Linked DNA regions of Sus scrofa: region 2 is linked to region 1. The links are chromatin contacts, called in public Hi-C maps. All regions are on one chromosome and are shown on one strand. The core of a region is the stretch at or near the end of the contact, and the rest is flanking DNA. Distances in the headings are between cores, read along the strand shown.

Evidence for each region. Hi-C and Micro-C count contacts between places; a contact is called where the count stands out from the background.
Region 2: a contact with region 1 is called in a Hi-C map of subcutaneous adipose tissue, with 4 times the contacts expected there. The contact joins two enhancer-like sites. A contact is called at or near these places in 4 of 47 Hi-C or Micro-C datasets (mesenteric adipose tissue, omental adipose tissue, retroperitoneal adipose tissue and 1 more).

Annotation. Positions count from the first base shown.
Region 1 is chr6:75,220,500-75,225,154 of Sscrofa11.1, reverse strand. No RefSeq gene overlaps it. Among named protein-coding and RNA genes, the nearest start is that of FAM131C, 9.7 kb to the right of the region's middle. Within about 2 kb of position 1,859, at least 5 of the 83 cell types and tissues checked have an H3K27ac peak or open chromatin away from gene starts, as enhancers often do. A contact at or near this core is called in retroperitoneal adipose tissue and subcutaneous adipose tissue, where this site is marked.
Region 2 is chr6:87,974,953-87,979,607 of Sscrofa11.1, reverse strand. No RefSeq gene overlaps it. Among named protein-coding and RNA genes, the nearest start is that of SERINC2, 18 kb to the left of the region's middle. Within about 2 kb of position 2,772, at least 32 of the 83 cell types and tissues checked have an H3K27ac peak or open chromatin away from gene starts, as enhancers often do. A contact at or near this core is called in retroperitoneal adipose tissue and subcutaneous adipose tissue, where this site is marked.

The DNA.
Region 1 (4,655 bases), core at 610-3,109:
AAACTGGGGCTTAGCGTCCAAGGGAGAAACGTGGTAGCTGGGAGATATGCATCCCATGGCACCGGTGTTCCCTCTCAGCGCACAGGGGAGTCAGGCAAAGTCTCAGGAGAAAGTCTCAGGAGAAGAGCAGCTGGGCTCAGGGCACAGCTGGCTGCACCGCAGGGGACTTATCATCATCCAGACAGTGTGTTCCCTTCCAGTCGCCTTCCTGAGTTTCACTTCCCTCAGCCATGGGTCCCAACTGCACAACTGGCTCCCCTAATGACGCCGATGGGTGTCCAGGCCCCCCTGGGCTGAGGTTCTGCCCAACGCCCACCACCCCCAGCTCATGAAACCTACCCCTGTCTTCTCAGACCTGCTGCAGCCCCTCTGCTGCCCAGGCCGGAGCTCTGCCTCCCATTCTGTGCATGTTCCCTGCTTCTTTTGCCCTGCTGCCTGCTCTAAACCTCTTCTGCTGGGGGCATTTGTGCTGGGGTGTCCAGAGAGAGAGGGGTCAGGGGTGGGGGTGGGGGTGGGGTGGGTGGGACGGTGTTCTGTTCTGACCTCAGTTTCAACCTCACTTTTGTTTTAAGTGCCAAGAACGAGGTACGGAGGACTTAATGCACCATGGTTACCCGGCCATGTGCTGCAGAGCTGGACCAGGAGCCGGGAGTGAACTCTGGGCAGCCCACTCCAGGCCCGTGCTTCCCATCTCGTCCACTCGGCCTCTGTCCCACTTTGCTCCCCTCTGTCCTTTTCCAGCCTCTGCTGTTGCCCAAGCTGTGGCCCCCACTCTGGCCCCCCAGCCTCCGGGCTGGCCCTTCCAGCAACCTCATCTGACACCATCCACCCCTGTGCCAAATCCTTCAGTGGCTCCACTTTGCTTTCTGATATTTTCATTTTTTGTTTTTTTGTCATTTTAGGGCCATACCCGTGGCACATGGAGGTTTCCAGGCTAGGGGTTGAATCCGTGCTATAGCCGCCGGCCTATGCCGGAGCCACAGCAACGCCAGATCCGAGCCACATCTGCAACCTACACCACAGCTCGTGGCAACGCTGGGTCCTTAACCCACTGATTGAGGCCAGGGATCGAACCTGGAACCTCATGGTTCCTAGTTGGATTCGTTAACCACTGCGCCATGACGGGAACTCCCACTTTGCTTCCTGATAAAGCACTGGCTGCTGGGTCTGGCATCCAGTACCTTCCCTGTGGTGAATGGCCGTGCCATGAACCAGCTACGCCTCCTCCTCAAGCTGGGTTCCCAGCCCTGAGTCAGCCCTGTATCCTAAGGTGAGGGATGCAATGGCCCCTCATGTGTTGCCAGGAGTCCTGGGGCCCAGAGAGACACCTCATCCTGTTCCGAGTCCCATCTGGGCAGCCCAGCAGAAGCCCAGCCCAAGGCTAAACCCTCCCCTTCCCCCCAAATCCTTGTAAACCAGAGCCAGTGACCAGGTGGGTGGCCTGCACAAATCACCCCCAGATGCCACAGGCGCCGATTGGCCCTGCTCCCCACCCACGTGCCCTCTCCTCCCCCAAGTAGCTGCTCTTCTGGGGAGCAATGAACCAACCAGCTGCCCCCTTGCAAGCAGGTTTGGGGTGCCGGGGGTTGGGGGGGCTGTGAGGCCGCCTCCCAGCACCGGTCAGGGGACAGCCGCAGCTCAGCCCACATCTCCCTTTCCAGACAGGGAGGGCCCCACCCTGGTGCCCACCCAGATCGCCCTGCCCAGGCCGCCCCCAGCAGGTTGTGTTCCGGCACTGGGCCTGGCGCGGCCTCCAGGGCCTGCCGGTCACGTAGCCAAACTCGTTCCTCCTCTCCACCCCCCAGGCTGCTGAGCACAGCGGTTTCCTGCTGGGGAGAGCACAATGGAGCCTGCCTCGCGGGACCCACCCTGGGGAGGTGCGGCCCAGCCATCTCTCCGATGGCTGTGTGACTGGGGCCAGGGCCCACACCCTCTCTGAGGCTTGGTTTTCCCGGTGAGAAGTGAGTGGGTGAGACAAGGTCACATGGGGTCACTCTCCCATACTGATAACAGCCGACTTTCCTTGAGCACTAAGTGCGTGCCAGGTGCAGCATCCCCAGATCCTCACGACCACCCTGGAAGGCTGTGGCAGAGCTAGGCTAACTCACTTGACCACAGTTGAATCTCCCTTTGTGGTCCAGCATCCTAGAGCTTCTTCCCATCTCCTGCCCAGAGATCTGCTCCCCATCCCCGCCTCCGCCTTGTTAGCCCATTTCTTCCGTCACCTCCTTCTCCCGGGAGGCACCCAGCCCAGGCTGGGGTTGAGAATAAGAGGAGATGCTGTTCCATATTAGACCAGAGGGCCCCTGGCTCAAGGAGGTCCAGGCCTGTGGGCCCCAGCTGAGGGTGGGGAGGAGGGTTAGGGAGTCATAAGAAGAGGGACTGAGGAGTTCCCGTTGTGGCACCGTAGAAACAAATCTGACTAGTATCCATGAGGACGCAAGTTCGATCCCTGGCCTCGCTCAGTGGGTCAGGGATCCGGCATTGCAGTGAGCTGTGGTGTAGGTCGCAGACGTGGCTCAGATCCCGCATGGCTGTGGCTGTGGCATAGGCTGGCAGCTGTAGCTCCAATTTGATCCCTAGCCTGGAAACTTCCATAAGCTGTGGGTGAGGCCATAAAAAGCAAAGGAAAAAAAAAAGAAGAAGAAGAAGAGGAACTGATAGTTGGGGTCGGGCGAGGTCGAGGGGAGAGACTGAGAGGGGAAGATGGCCTGCAGGTGGCCGGGGAGGGAGCCAGCCAGTTTGGGACTGAGAATCATTTGACAAGGCCCCAGCCAGGGGGTTTCTGAGGCTGGGAGCCTGAGGTCCTAGAGTTTGCTCCCGCCTCCCCACCTGACTTCCCCGCTGCCAGAGCGGCACCCCTAGCCTGCACAGCCTCTTAGTCATCTCAACGCAAAGCCTGGGACCCAGGGCCTGCACATGAGCCGGATCCTCTCAGTGGTGGGAAGATGGGAGGTGACTTCACTCTCCACAGTGACACTTCCTCAGGACACAGCCCAGACCCCCCCTGGCTGACTCTGCTGTGGATCAGGGTCTGCACAAGTGCATTTCTGGGAAATCGGGGCCCCCAAGTCGGGGGTGGGTAGGGGTCTTCCTGAGAGCAATGCAGAGGTTTCTGGGTGAGAATCAGAGAGACGGCAGACAGAGCTTTTAGCGAGGAAACCATGGCTCCCCCGGAGGTGGGGGAAGTGGCTACTGTCCCACAGCCATGTCCCCCCTTCTCGGGTTCAACATCCTCAGCCTGGCAGCGCCCCCGATGCCTGCCTCGTCCCCAGCTCTCCAGGATTACAAGGCTGGACCTTGCTGCTGGTCAGCCATGGCCTTCCTCCTGCCCCCTACCAGGCCTGGAAGTGTCACAGCGACTCTACTCGGAAGCTCAGGGTCCCCAAGAGGCCAGGCCTAGACAAAGCCCCAGTGGCCCATCCTTGCCTCCTGCCTCCCGTCTTCACCTCCTGACATGAAGAGTGTGGCTTTCTGAGCTCTCAGACAGATGGGAGCCAGAATCCTGTCACTTGCATCTCCCAGTCTCAGTTTCCTTGTCTACACCACAGTCCTCAAAATCACCCCCACTTCCGAGGCTGGTGATGAGGCCCAAAAGGACAGCGTATGTAAAAGCCTTTACCCAGTGAGCTGCAGAATCCTAAGTTTTTTGTTTTTTTGTTTTTTTTTTTGTCTTTTTGCCTTTTCTAGGGCTGCTCCCACAGCATATGGAGGTTCCCAGGCTAGAGGTCTAATCGGAGCTGTAGCCGCCGGCCTACGCTACAGCCATAGCAACGTGGGATCGAGCCGCGTCTGCAACCTACACCACAACTCACAGCAACGCCGGATCCTCAACCCACTGAGCGAATCCAGGGATAGAACCCGCAACCTCATGGTTCCTAGTCGGATTCGTTAACCACTGCACCACGACGGGAACTCCAGAATTTTTAATTTTTATTTATTTATTTAGTTTGACCACACCCACGCATGCAGAAGTCTCCAGGTCAGGAATCAAACCTGCGCTTCTGCAGGGACCCTAACCGCTGCCATTGGATTCTTTACCCACTGCACCCAGCAGGAACTCCAAGAATTTTTATTTTTTATTTTTTAAAATGTTATTTATTTTTTCTTCTTTAAGGCTATACCTGCAGCATATGGAAGTTTCTGGACCAGAGATCACCACAGCACAAGACCTGATCCAAGTCCCATCTGCCAACTGTGCTGCAGTTTATGGCAGTCGGATCCTTAACTCACTGAGTGAGGCCAGGAATTGAACCCTCATCCTCACAGAGACAACATCGGGTCCTTAACCCATTAAGCCGCAATAGGAACTCTGAAGAATTTGTATTTAGTTTTATTTAGTTAGTTAGTTATTTTGCTTTTTAGGGCCGCACCGGTGGCATACGGAGGTCCCCAGGCTAGGGGTCCGATCGGAGCTACAGCTGTTGGCCTACACCGCAGCCACAGCAACGCCAGAGCCAAGCCGCATCTGCGACCTACACCACGGCTCATGACAACGCCGGATCCTTAGCCCACTGAGCGAGGCCAGGGATTGAACCCACAACCTCGTGGTTCCTGGTCAGATTCGTTTCTGCTGCACCACGACAGGGACGCCAAGAATTTTTACTTGTAGTTGAATTTGTTTGCCATCCCTCTGCGGGTCTTTTCCCTGCCCC
Region 2 (4,655 bases), core at 1,523-4,022, about 13 Mb before region 1:
GGGTAGTCCTCAGGGTACCAGGACCAGTGAGAGGTCAGAAGAGGCCCCAGCAAGGGGTGCCCCAGCTGCCTGCAGGGACAGGAGATAATGACCTCTTGGGGTTTATGGGCGTAGGGCTTGGCCCCGCCAGCTCAAAGGAGGATGGCTGGAACCCCTCCACCACCCCCTGCCCAGAGTTTAATATTGCCAGTCTGGGCCTGTCTCCTCTTCCCCTCCCCTCCTGCCACTTGCTGTCCTTCACTCCTGACCTCCTGGCCACTTGATCAGTCACGTTCATTCTGGCGTCAGAGACTTTGCACTTGCTGTTGTCTCTGCCTGGAGATCCCCCCAGGCATGGCTGCTCCTTATCATTAGGCAGGTCTCAGCTCAAACAGCACCTCTTCGACCAGAAAATCCATCCTCCAGCTGGACGCAGCTCTTCTCAACCAAGTCACCCTGTTTAATTTTCATACTGCCTGGCTCGGAATCCTACCCCTATCATCTACTAGCTGGGGCGAGTTACTGAACACCTCTGTGCCTCTATTTCCTCATCTATAAAATGGGGGTGATGGGAGTTCCTGCTGTGGCACAAGGCGATTGGCGGCGTCTCTGCAGCACCAGGACACAAGTTCAATTCTCAGCCCAGCAGAGAGGGTTAAAGGATCCAGAGTTGCTGCAGCTTCGGTACAGGTCCCAACGGCAGCTCAGATCTGATTCCCAGCCTGGGAACTCCATATGCTACGTGGTGGCCAAAAAAAAAAAAAAAAAAAAAAATGGGGATAATAGTAGCACTTATGTCATTATACTGTCGGAAGTAATCAATGAGGGGTTCCCTTTGTGGCTCAGCAGTAACAAACCTGATTAGGATCCATGAGGACCCAATGGGTTCTATCCCTGGCCTTGCTCAGTGGGTTAAGGATCCAGTGTTGCCATGAGCTGTGGTGTAGGTCACAGACATGGCTCGGATACCATGTGCTGTGGCTGTGGTGTAGGCTGGCAGCTATAGCTCTGATTTGACCCCTCTCCTGGGAACTTCCATATGCCATAGGTGCCACCCTAAAAAAAAACAAAAAAGGAAGTAATCAAGGAGATGACACAAGCACATAGTAGGGCTCCATAAATGGTAGCCTTCGTGACCATCACTGTCTGCTTCCTGCTGCAGCCCTCCTTGAGAGAAGAGATTTGTCTGCTTGCTCAGAATGCACCCCCAGGGAGTTCCCATCATGGCTCAGTGGAAACGAATCCAGCTAGGAACCATGAGGTTGCAGGTTCAATTCCTGGCCTCACTCAGTGGGTTAAGGATCCAGCATTGCCATGAGCTGTGGTGTAGGTTGCAGATGTGGCTCAGATCTGGTGTTGCTGTGGCTGTGGCATAGGCCAGCAGCTGTAGTTCCGATTCGATCCCTAGCCTGGGAACGTACATATGCCACAGGTGCAGCCCTAAAAAGACAGAAGCAAAAAAAAAAAAAAAAAAAAAAAATGCAACCCCGCAATGTACCAAGCATCTGGAACAGTGCCTGGTACACACAAGATGCTCCAGAAATATGTGTTGGTATAATTGATCTGTATGTTTCTCTCCTGGTATTTTACCCTCTTCCTACTCTCCCCATTCCCCATATAAGCAGGGCATCTGTTACTCAGACTAGAGACCTCCCCAGGCTGGAACAGAAAGAGCTGAGAGCAGAGACACCACAGGCCCTGAGAAGACCCTGCAGGTGGCAGCCAGAGCCCAAAGGGGGACCTACCAGAATGACCCCCAAACCACAGTGTGACCCCCAACTCAGCAGAACAATCCCTGTGCCCTTTACTGTGACCGGGGAGAACTGGAGAAAGACGGTGGCCCCGGAGGGCCATTCAAAGCAAAAAGGACGAGGGTGTCACCAAGGTGTTCCAGGCAGACACATGGCGGGAAACACACACACAGGGCAACCCAAATGCTGGTTCTACTTGCATTCCCATCCCACCTCAACTTCTACATCCCCCTGGGCTGAAGAAAAAGAAAGTTCTACTTCTTATACTCTTGAGTCATGGCCTGACAATCATACCTGGCCCTCAATGAGGAAATGACATCATCATTGCTCACTGACCTCCCTGGGCCTCAGTCTGTCATCCATAAGGGGTGAGGGGGCAGTTTCACATCTCTCCCAGATGCTCTGCAGGTTTCAGGCTTGATAAAAAGCTCCCAAGGACTTAATGTGCTATCTCATGTAATCCTCCCAAAAACCCTGAGAGATAAGAACCACTAGAATCTCTGCTTTACAGATAAGGAAACTGAGGCAGAAAGAGATGGGTAACCTGGTCTGAGGCTGCATAGTTGGTCTGACTGGAGTCCGCATCGCCGATCCCCAGGCCCGCCCCCTTCTCCAAGCACGCAAAGCGGGCAGGCAGAAAGTGACAATGTCTCTGAAACCACGAAGACCTGTGCTGATGACAGCGGGCGGCAGACAGGGTAGGGGTCCCTGGACAGAGCAGAGGTGAAGAGGGGTGTGACTCCGTGGGCGGCCAGTGTGGCCCAGGGAGAGGCGCAATACCATACTAGCCACAGGGACAGCCAACCAGCAAACGGTGGAAAAGCCCCGCCCCCAGGCCACGTTCAGCCGCCTAGGGAATGACCTGGCCGGTGTCAGGAGGCCCAAGACAAGTGCCAGCTCTGCCTCTAGCTCTCAGGGTGACCTCTACAAATCCCTCTCCTCCCAGGGCCTCAGTTTTCCCCGTCTGGCCCCAGTACAGATGAACCAAGGCTGGATGCACAGTAAGGGGACCGAGATAGGATCTGCAGTGCCACCTAGTGGACAAACTGGTGCGTGCCTCCATCAGCTCCCAGATCTCACAGAATCTGGGAGGATCTCACAGAATCGCCCTTCAATCTTGATCCTTGACCCAGAAAACATGGAGGAGGCCCCACCAGTCCCACTGCTGGGCCTCAAAAGAAGGGAAAGGTCAGGAGGAGGCCCAGGGGAGGCAGGAGAATTCCCGGGCCCTGGTTCTGCCCCTCAATTACTGTGTAAGCTTGTGCTCCCCTTCCTTTCTCTAGGCCTGCTTCCCTGTTTCTAAAAAGGGAGTAATAGGATGAAGCCTGATCCAGGAGGCATAAGGCTTGGTTTCCATCCTATTAATGAGCTGTGTGAACTCAGGTCAGTCTTACCCTTTCCTGGGCCTCCGTTTCCCCATCTGCACAAGTTGATGAGGCTAAATGGCCTCAGGACCTCTGGCTCTGACATTTATGTGTTTAGGGAGATTAAGAGCCAGTTCAAGGGCCTCCAAGGAGAACGTCCTTAAAGAAGGACTAGGAGTTCCCATTGTGATGCAACAGGATCATCGGCGTCTCTACAGCGCCAGGACACAGATTGGATCCTTGCCTGGCTCTGTGGGTGAGAAGATCTGGCTGTGGTATAGGTCACAACTGTGGCTTGGATCTGATCCTTGGCCTAAGAACTCCACATGCCATGCTGTGCCCAAAAAAGAAAAAAAAAATTTTTTTTTTTGTCTTTTTGTTCTTTTTAGGGCTGCTCCTGCGGCATATGGGGGTTCCCAGGCTAGAGGTCTAATCAGAGCTATAGCCACCAGCCTATGCCATAGCCACAGCAATGCCAGATCCGAGCCGCGTCTGTGACCTACACCACAGCTCATAGCAACGCCAGATCCTTAGCCCACTGAGCAAGGCCAGGGATCGAACCCACAACCTCATGGCTCCTAGTCGGATTCGTTAATCACTGAGCCATGATGGGAATTCCCAGGAAAAAAAAAAAAAAAAAATTTAAGGAAGGACTAGGCTGAAATCATTTCCCAGGGATTATGGAAGGTCACATGATATTGAATATTTATTCGGGTTTGTTTTTGGTTTTTTGGCTGCCCCCGAAGCATGCAGAAGTTCCTGGGCCAGGGATTGAACCCAAGCCACTGCAGTAACCAAAGCCACTGTAGCGACAATGCTGGATCCTTAATCTGTTGAGCCACCAGGGAACGCATATATTCAGGTTGTTTCTTGTTTTGTTTTGCTTTGCTTTGCTTTCTAGGGCCGATCCGTGGCATATGGAGATTCCCAGGATGGGGTCAAATTGGAGCTACAGCTGCCAACCATCACAGCCACAGCAACACGGGATCCAAGCTGCATGTACAACTTACACCACAGCTCCTGGCAATGCCAGATCCTTAACCCACTGAGTGAGGCCAGGGATCAAACCTGCATCCTCATGGATACTAATTGGCTTCATTTCCGCTGTGCCACCACGGGAACTTCCTCAGGTTTTTAACTTGACAGATTTACTGAGAAAACCCTTGGTGCCAGACCCTGCACAGTGTCTTGTGCCAAATAATAGCATGCAAGACAACCACAATCTTCACCCTTGAGGGAAAATTCACAGCCTAGTCAAGGGCACGGATTAGTAAACATTTACCCTCTTGTCTAAACAAGTACGATAGGATTATGGACAAGTCACAGCCATAGCAGTGTTGGAAAATGAAATATCAGAAGGGAGGTGACATGTGAGTAGGGTTTTGAAGGGTAAGGGTGAGTATAACAGATACTGCTTTTCATTAATTTATTTATTTTTTGGTCTTTTTAGGGCCGCAGGTGCAGCTTATGGAAGCACCACAGCCACAGCAATGCCAGTTCCAAGCCATGTCTGTGACCTACACTACAGCTCACAGCAACAACGGATATTTAACCCACTGAT